2 separate regions of the Xenopus tropicalis genome follow, and region 2 is linked to region 1. The links are chromatin contacts, called in public Hi-C maps. All regions are on one chromosome and are shown on one strand. The core of a region is the stretch at or near the end of the contact, and the rest is flanking DNA. Distances in the headings are between cores, read along the strand shown. Region 1 holds the start of cap1 (cyclase associated actin cytoskeleton regulatory protein 1). Region 2 has its middle 17 kb from the start of mycl.

Region 1 (3,758 bases), core at 918-3,417:
TATCTTCAGGGGGAAAGAGAATGAAAGGGGAACTCCCTAGGAGTACAGGGTTAACAAAACTCTCATTTAGTACCCAGCACCAGCCCACAACTTCTATGCTTTCAAACCATGTCAGAATTTAAGAGGGAGGAGCTCTACCGAATCAGGTTGCAATTTAGACATAAAAATAACAAAATTTACCAACTTTTATTACAAGTGTGTAGACTTTAATCCAATGATAATCAATGAGACCAGTAATATGAAAGAAACAGAAAATCCTTAAATGTATTATGAACTTGCCAAAACTGTGTGTTGTTGCAGAATTATATAATTAAATACAACAATTCTATAACTATATATTATATATATATATATATATATATATATATAATCATTTTCTTCTGCAGAAGTGTAGGCTGCTATAAAGACCATTACTGTAAAGAAACATGGGGTACAACAGGGAAAACATTATTTATTATAATAAACAAAGTTCAGTGAATCATGTGACAAATTATATTGCTAAGAACTGATTATGACCAATGACATCACTAAGCTCTGGATATCATTTACAGCATATTTATGGCTATAGTTTTACTTCCGGTGGGACTAGTCTTTAATGGAGTATTACTAGGACAACCTATACAAAGGGATGCAGCAGGTCACAACCTTTAGCTTAAAAATAACTGCTTTTACATCTACAGGGCTCCTGTACGAACGACTTCAACATGTCTGAGCAAAACCCTGAACATACCTTTCATACAGAAGTTATCAACAAAGACCACACAACAAAATCTGTAGCAAGCATCAGTTGTGTTCAACAAGAATGTGCCTCACCCGTATTTCAACTTATTGGATCCAAAAACCACATGTTAACCTTTCCAGCATTATCAATGTTATCCGTATTCAGGTACAGGGATGATTCACCAAGATGTACAAAGGTTTACAGCAAGCCCTTCTGTTATAATCAATTACTTACAATTAAGTAAACTCTGTTAGCATTAATACCATTTGGAGTATCACCAAGAAACATATCTCAAAAAAGTAATATTAACACTCAGTCCTCTGGGTGAAAAATGTAAATAATGACACTATTTTTTTATCTGATCATGGTCACCTTTTCATAGATTTCACACCTGACTGGATCCTAAAACACAAGTTACTGACCCACAATTTTTAAAAAGTCTAAGATACATTGTAGGTAACACATAATTAACATTTGAACAGAGATACTGCTAATGAATAGTGCTTATGCAGCCTGATTTAGCAAGGGAGCAAATTCTTACAAAACAACTGCATTTCCTCATTTTGAAGCTATGAATAAATTACGGCTTTAAACTAAGAAAGCATTCCCCTGTACTCAGTATAAAGTGCTGTATACTTTGCAAATGTATGAATAAAAGACATGGCCAAGAGATTTTAAAAATATTCAGCCAGAGAAAAACCCTGAACAAATATAATAATGACAGAAGTGCAAGCTGCTGCCAAAATGCCTCATTGAAGGCAAATAACTGGAAAGAAGCAAAACTGTTGCAAAAGAAGCAACATTGTTGCAAGACATATTTCTAACTCATTTCAATGTCACAGTTTACCCAGTCCATTATAATGTGAATCCTACACTAAGAATAAAGAGACACATGTGTGAGTTGCAGCTTCATACATGTAAATCAGGCATACAGTTTGGACGTTTTTCAAGCTGCACAGAGGCAACAAAACAAGGTACAACATCTGTAAGAATGTTTGGCAACTGGCAGCCAATGGCCTAGTTATTACTCAAAAGGGTTGGGAGGCAGTGGAGCACTGGCTGATAAGCAGTTACAATGTACCAATATAAAAGTCTTATGCCCATAGGTTAGGGGGGCAGCAACATGATTGTGCCAAGGGCTCTGTAACTAGTTCCAGTTAGGGCAGTGCTGAAACTGAACTACTTTTCCCAAGCATCAGAGCAGGCTAAAGAGCCTAAAAGTGTCAGTCACTGAGAATGCAATACCTACAATAATTATATTAGTGTATATTAGCTTCAAGTCAAGCTGAAAGCTGCGCCGGAAGATACTAATACAGTAAAACTACATAAAAATAAAAAAATGTATATAACAGTTATACATTACCTAGCCAGCACTTACCATACAGGTTTTACACACACAATGTGCCCACAACACCTTGCTGTCTACTCTACATAAGGTACCGGTTCCCCCTGCCCCGCCCTACTCACCTCCACCGATTCTCAGTCTCTAGAACTGCCCCACTTCCGGCAGCCACTTCCCACTGTGCCTCCTTCCAAGCTACTTCCGTGTGATAATAAGAAGGAGGGGCTTTCTATCTTGGAGGAGGAGCCCAGTGTGCGATTCGCTGTAAATTGAACGCAGTCATATCCTTGAGTCCACATTTAGTCCTGGCAATAATGTACAGTTGATATAACTGGGGTGCGATAAACCCATACCCGATGTAATTTTTTATCCTGCCTGCGTCTGATAGGGTTATTTCTGCCATTCTATTTGGCGGAAACCAGTATTCTGCATTGCAAATGACAATTGCCCTTTATTTTCATGGAACGCTTTTATTGTTCCGGTCATGTGACAAGAACGAACCACCAACGTGTGTATCTGTTTCTTCAATCTGTTACCAAAGATGGTCACAGAGCGAACATGATGCGAGGAGGGGCTGGGGTTAAGCGGTGACTGACAGCACATCAAACTGGGCGGGTGGTAGTACCTACTGAGATCAAAGAAATCGCGCGATTTTTCATATGCAAGCAGAACTCCAATACTTTGGGCGAATGCCATACTAAGAGTGTTTAGGGCATTTTGTAACTTTGGGGGCGCTGCCGCATGAGGGGAGTTTCTCAACTCGCCTCATGGTAACAGCGCCTCTGTATGTTAATGTTATTAGTAGAGAAGAAATAAAAATACAGAAAGGCCAGTTTATTTTCCAGTACACGGACAACCCTAGTGAAGACACATAAGGACAGTGGCACACGTGGAGATTAGTCGCCTGCGATAAATCTTCGCTATTTTGGGCGACTAATCTCCTTTAAATGCCATCCCTCTGGCAAGAATGTAAATTGCCAGTGAGATGGCATACGCGGCACTTCGGTTTCCAGAAATTAAACTGAAGCCAGTGGGATGGCATTAGGGGGATTAATCAGCCACGGTTACAAGGATTTATCGTGGCTTACTAATCTCTTTATGTGCCACTGCCCTAAAGCGATTAGTTACTGCGACTTATAAGGGCTCTGGCACACGGGGAGATTAGTCGCCCACGACAAAACTCCCTGTTTGCGGGCGACTAATCTCCCCCGAGTTGCCTTCACCTGCCATCCCACCGGCAAAAATATATATTATATTTTCGCTGGTGGGATGGCACACGTGGCGGCGCGATTTCGCGCAAATCACCGAAAAAGCCTCGCGAGGCAACTTCGTCGATTTGCACGAAGTCGCGCCGCCGCGTGTGCCATCCCACCGGCAACTTACATTTTCGTCGGTGGGATGGCAGGTGAAGGCAACTCGGGGAGATTAGTCGCCCGCGAACAGGGAGTTTTGTCGCGGGCGACTAATCTCCTCGTGTGCCAGAGCCCTAAAAAACTAGGCGTCTAATTGCTGATTTAACTGCCATAGATTAATGTGCAAGCCGCTGTGACTAATCATGCTTGGTTTGGACGCGCTAATTGGTCGCCACAACTTTTTAAAAAGACTAATTGCCCCATGTGTCTCTGCGCTACACAGGAAGATTAGTTGCCCGTGATAAATCTGCACTACCACGGGTGCATAATCTTCTTTAAATGT
Region 2 (3,758 bases), core at 839-3,338, 43 kb after region 1:
CCTTTTCTTCTAACTCTTCTAATTGTTTTTGTATTTCTATTCACGTTCTCTCCTATTCATTTATCATCCTCTAATTCAAACTGCTCCCTGGTCGCTAAGGTAATTTGAATCCTAGCAACCAGATAAGTGCTGAAACTCCAAACTGCAGAGCTGCTTAAAAAAAAGCGAAACTACAAATAGTACAAAATGAAGACCAATTGCAAATTGTCTTAGAATATACTCTCTACATCATACAAAAATTAACTCAAAGGTGAACAACCCAGTGTCGGACTGGGGTGCCAGGGGCCCACCAAAAAAATTTAGACTGTGGGCCCAGTCCCCAAACAATTTTTCCTTCTCTCTTCACTCACATTATTATTTATTCTCTTAATCACTTCCCCATGCATATTATTATTTATTTCTCCTTCTGTTTACTTTCTTTGTTCTCATGTAGAAGGAAAATGGCTGGGTGAGCAGGAGGGCCCACTGACACCTGGGCCCACCGGGAGTTTTCCTGGTATCCTGGTGGGCCAATCCGACACTGGCCAAACAAAGCTAGCAACACGTATTTCTGGAATTTAGGGAAATTTTGATCAAATATAAAAATGCAGATGATAATAATAAGAATTCAGTGCTTTCCTAGATAGATCAATTAAGGGTGACAGGAAAAGTCACCAGAAATATCAGCAAATATATTCTCAGAGAATAAAATTTGCCTGTTCTTCAAATCTTCTGCCATATTTTGTGATGGCATTTCGATAGCCACATCACATCAATACTGCGAAGATTTGCTACATACCTTGTTCACAGCCCTTTTGATGTCAAATTTAAACATTCACACAAACTAGTTACAGTATTATGCATGCGCCGCGGTGGTGTGACTACTTTTTTTTTAATGACAAAAAAATGCAGAAATGATTTTCTTGAAAATACATGTCTGCCCTGGAAATACTGGTAACACTGCATTTTTTATTCCAAAGCTAATATTTGTCATTGTATAATTCAAACGTATCATTCTGACATGAGGTCATATTATATTTGATGGAGAAAAAAAAACTAGTTAGCATTATGAGTTCATTGGTTTGACTTTTTAATAGACCTAAATTGCTGTTCCATTTGTCCCATTTAGAAAATACCAACTTAACCTTCTGTTCTTATCCCTTCATACCAAAAGGCCATTGGGAAAGACAAATGGTACAGTACAGGATCTCCAATTTGAGACCATCCAGTTGCTGCTAAACTACAGTTCCCAGAATTCTCCACTGCTGAGACCTATCATGTAGATCTTGAGAATAAACTGTGGGAGATTAGAAATACTTTATTTGTGAAAATCATGCGTCTTTAGGTTCTTGTATGCCTTGTAAGCTGTGTCTCTACATGTACTTCTGGAAATGAGAGTAAATTAGCAACACAGTAATGTTTCCCAGAATACTTGTCCCTTGGGGGTGATCACCTGTGCAGGGTGACAGAACTTAACACTGACGCATTTGTATCAATGGTTCACAACTTGCAGAGTATATGGGGCTATATATGATGACATACATGTATATTGCAAATCTGCCCTGATGCTCTTTTTCAGTAAATAAAGTCTCAATTTCAAGGGAAGCAAAGAGTTACATTTGGCCACTTATATATACTGATACTGGCATATTTGATGACCTCTCTTTTAGGAAACATCAGCAGACTAGATGATGCATCCAGAATCAGTGTGATCCAAAACTATTGCATGACTGTCTGTTCAAACTGACTGCCAAAGGACCTCTCTGGAGAATTATGGTCAGGCCAAAATTAGGTAAAAACAATTGCTGTAAGGGGGATGCTGGAAGTTGTAATTCAACAACAGCTGAAGGGTGGCAGGTTGAGCATCTCTCTTATACATACTTTTGCCTTTGTCCTGTGAGATTACGGCCACGCCTTCACATATTACCACATTATCTAAATCCAGCCCATGATGGGGGGGGGGGGGGGAGCCAGGGGGAATGACATTACTTAATTTTCCTACTTAAAGCTATTTTACATACCAGCTTCCCCTGCCTAGTAATGCCATGTGGCAAGTTCTGAACTATGCTGAAATACATGCTAAGCTTCATGGAATGTTGAGTAGTTGCACTTAACCTGACTTGCCTAAGTTTGTGTTTGCTCCTGAATTTGCTTACTGCTGTCCTACATTGCTTATATAACTTTATCTCACCTGGCAAAGCTTTTTCTGTTTGATAGGCAAATAGATCCTATGTGGGGTATCCGTATCTCCCTTAACGATAAACACTGCTAGCACCCATGACCACAATCGCCTAAAGCTATTGACTACAATGGCATTAAACCAACCCCCGCCTTCAGAGCCACTGGAGGTCTCTTTGCATTTTTGTGCTGGCAGAAAAGATACAATGAGTGACATTAACCTAATGACCATGTTTATGTAGCATGATCAGTTTTAGGACATTGCCCTGATTCCTGCTTGTGCCAGTTGAATTGTCATCATTGATGCAACTTGCATCTATCTATCTTGCAACTTGCAACTATCAAACTGGAGTTAATTTTTCAATAATGGTGCAATGCTGGGTAAAAACAAAGCATTAAGGGTAGAAAACATGGCCAGCTGTGCCAATATTTTGCATGCAGCACAGGTTTAATAAATTAGACTTGCTGTGTCAAACAGGCAATTAATTTCAATTAAAAACGTGCTCATTATCATAAAGTAAAAGCCTGATGTCAGCAAATATTCCACCCTATAAAAAAGCTGTAGCCAGTGGTTTAATCCCAAAAAGATTCTTTTTTTGTGTTCTAAAAGGCCCATTTCACTCTGTCTGTAGGAGGTGAATGAATGGAATATGCCCGGGTGCAGGCACATGTAGCCGAATACGCATTAAAACGCAAGACTTTGCATTCTGTCACGTTTTTCTGCGAATATCGGCTACATGTGCCTGCACCCGAGCATATTTCATTCATTCGGGTGTAGGCACAGGAAGGAGGTGTAGGGCAGTATTTTCAGCAAGCAATTTTCAGCTTGCCGAAAATATACACCATATGCCTGGTCTGACATTAGCCTTAAGGCCCCCATACACGGGCCGATAGAAGCTGCCGATATCGGTCCCTTGGACCGACTCGGCAGCTTATCTGCCCATGTAGGGGCAGAAACGAGCAGGCTGGCCGACCGATATCTGGCCTGAAATTGGCCAGATATCGATCGGCCAGGTTAAAAGATTCAGTTGGATCGGGGGCCGCATCGGCTCGTTGATGCGGTCCCCGAACCGACTGCCCCATTGCCGCCTACATAATCCGGTCGTTTGGCCCCAGGGCCAAACGATCGGATTATTTTTTTTTTTACTCCAGGCTCCCCAATATCGCTCACCCGTAGGTGGGGATATCGGGGGAAGATCCGCTCGCTTGGCGATCTCGCCAAGCGAGCGGATCTTACCGTATATGGGGACCTTTAGCCGTAAAGCAGATGAAATCTGTCAACAACTCACAGCACCAATGTTTATTGGAATTGCAATACAAATGTTGGGTTTTTAGAATAGAAGCAGTTCCCCTTTAATCATTTTAAATCTAAAATTAGTCTTTTAATCTTTTGAGAGGTGCACAGTGCGAGGTATGCAGAGCACCAAACATAAACCATTGTAATTCTGTTGTTGTTCACAACACTGCTGCAAATGTATGGCAAGTTGGCATGAATGCACATATTAAGAAAATATGGCAGCACAGCTTTAATAACTTGCATTAGCTTTTTTTCTTGAAGGCCGTATTGAGTAATGAATGGCTTCCACTGGGTTTTCCTTTTT

Evidence for each region. A called contact is a pair of places that touch in the nucleus more often than the background predicts.
Region 2: a Hi-C map of liver shows a contact between it and region 1, with 3 times the contacts expected there. The contact joins the enhancer-like site here to the promoter of cap1 in region 1. A contact is called at or near these places in 5 of 5 Hi-C or Micro-C datasets (brain, gastrula embryo, liver and 2 more).

Annotation. Positions count from the first base shown.
Region 1 is chr2:90,834,301-90,838,058 of UCB_Xtro_10.0, forward strand. It overlaps cap1 (cyclase associated actin cytoskeleton regulatory protein 1), which reads right to left and starts at 2,168. Exons shown (of 13, transcript NM_001001239.2): 1 at 2,100-2,168.
Region 2 is chr2:90,877,308-90,881,065 of UCB_Xtro_10.0, forward strand. No RefSeq gene overlaps it. Among named protein-coding and RNA genes, the nearest start is that of mycl, 17 kb to the right of the region's middle. Within about 2 kb of position 2,089, at least 2 of the 11 cell types and tissues checked have an H3K27ac peak or open chromatin away from gene starts, as enhancers often do. A contact at or near this core is called in liver, where this site is marked.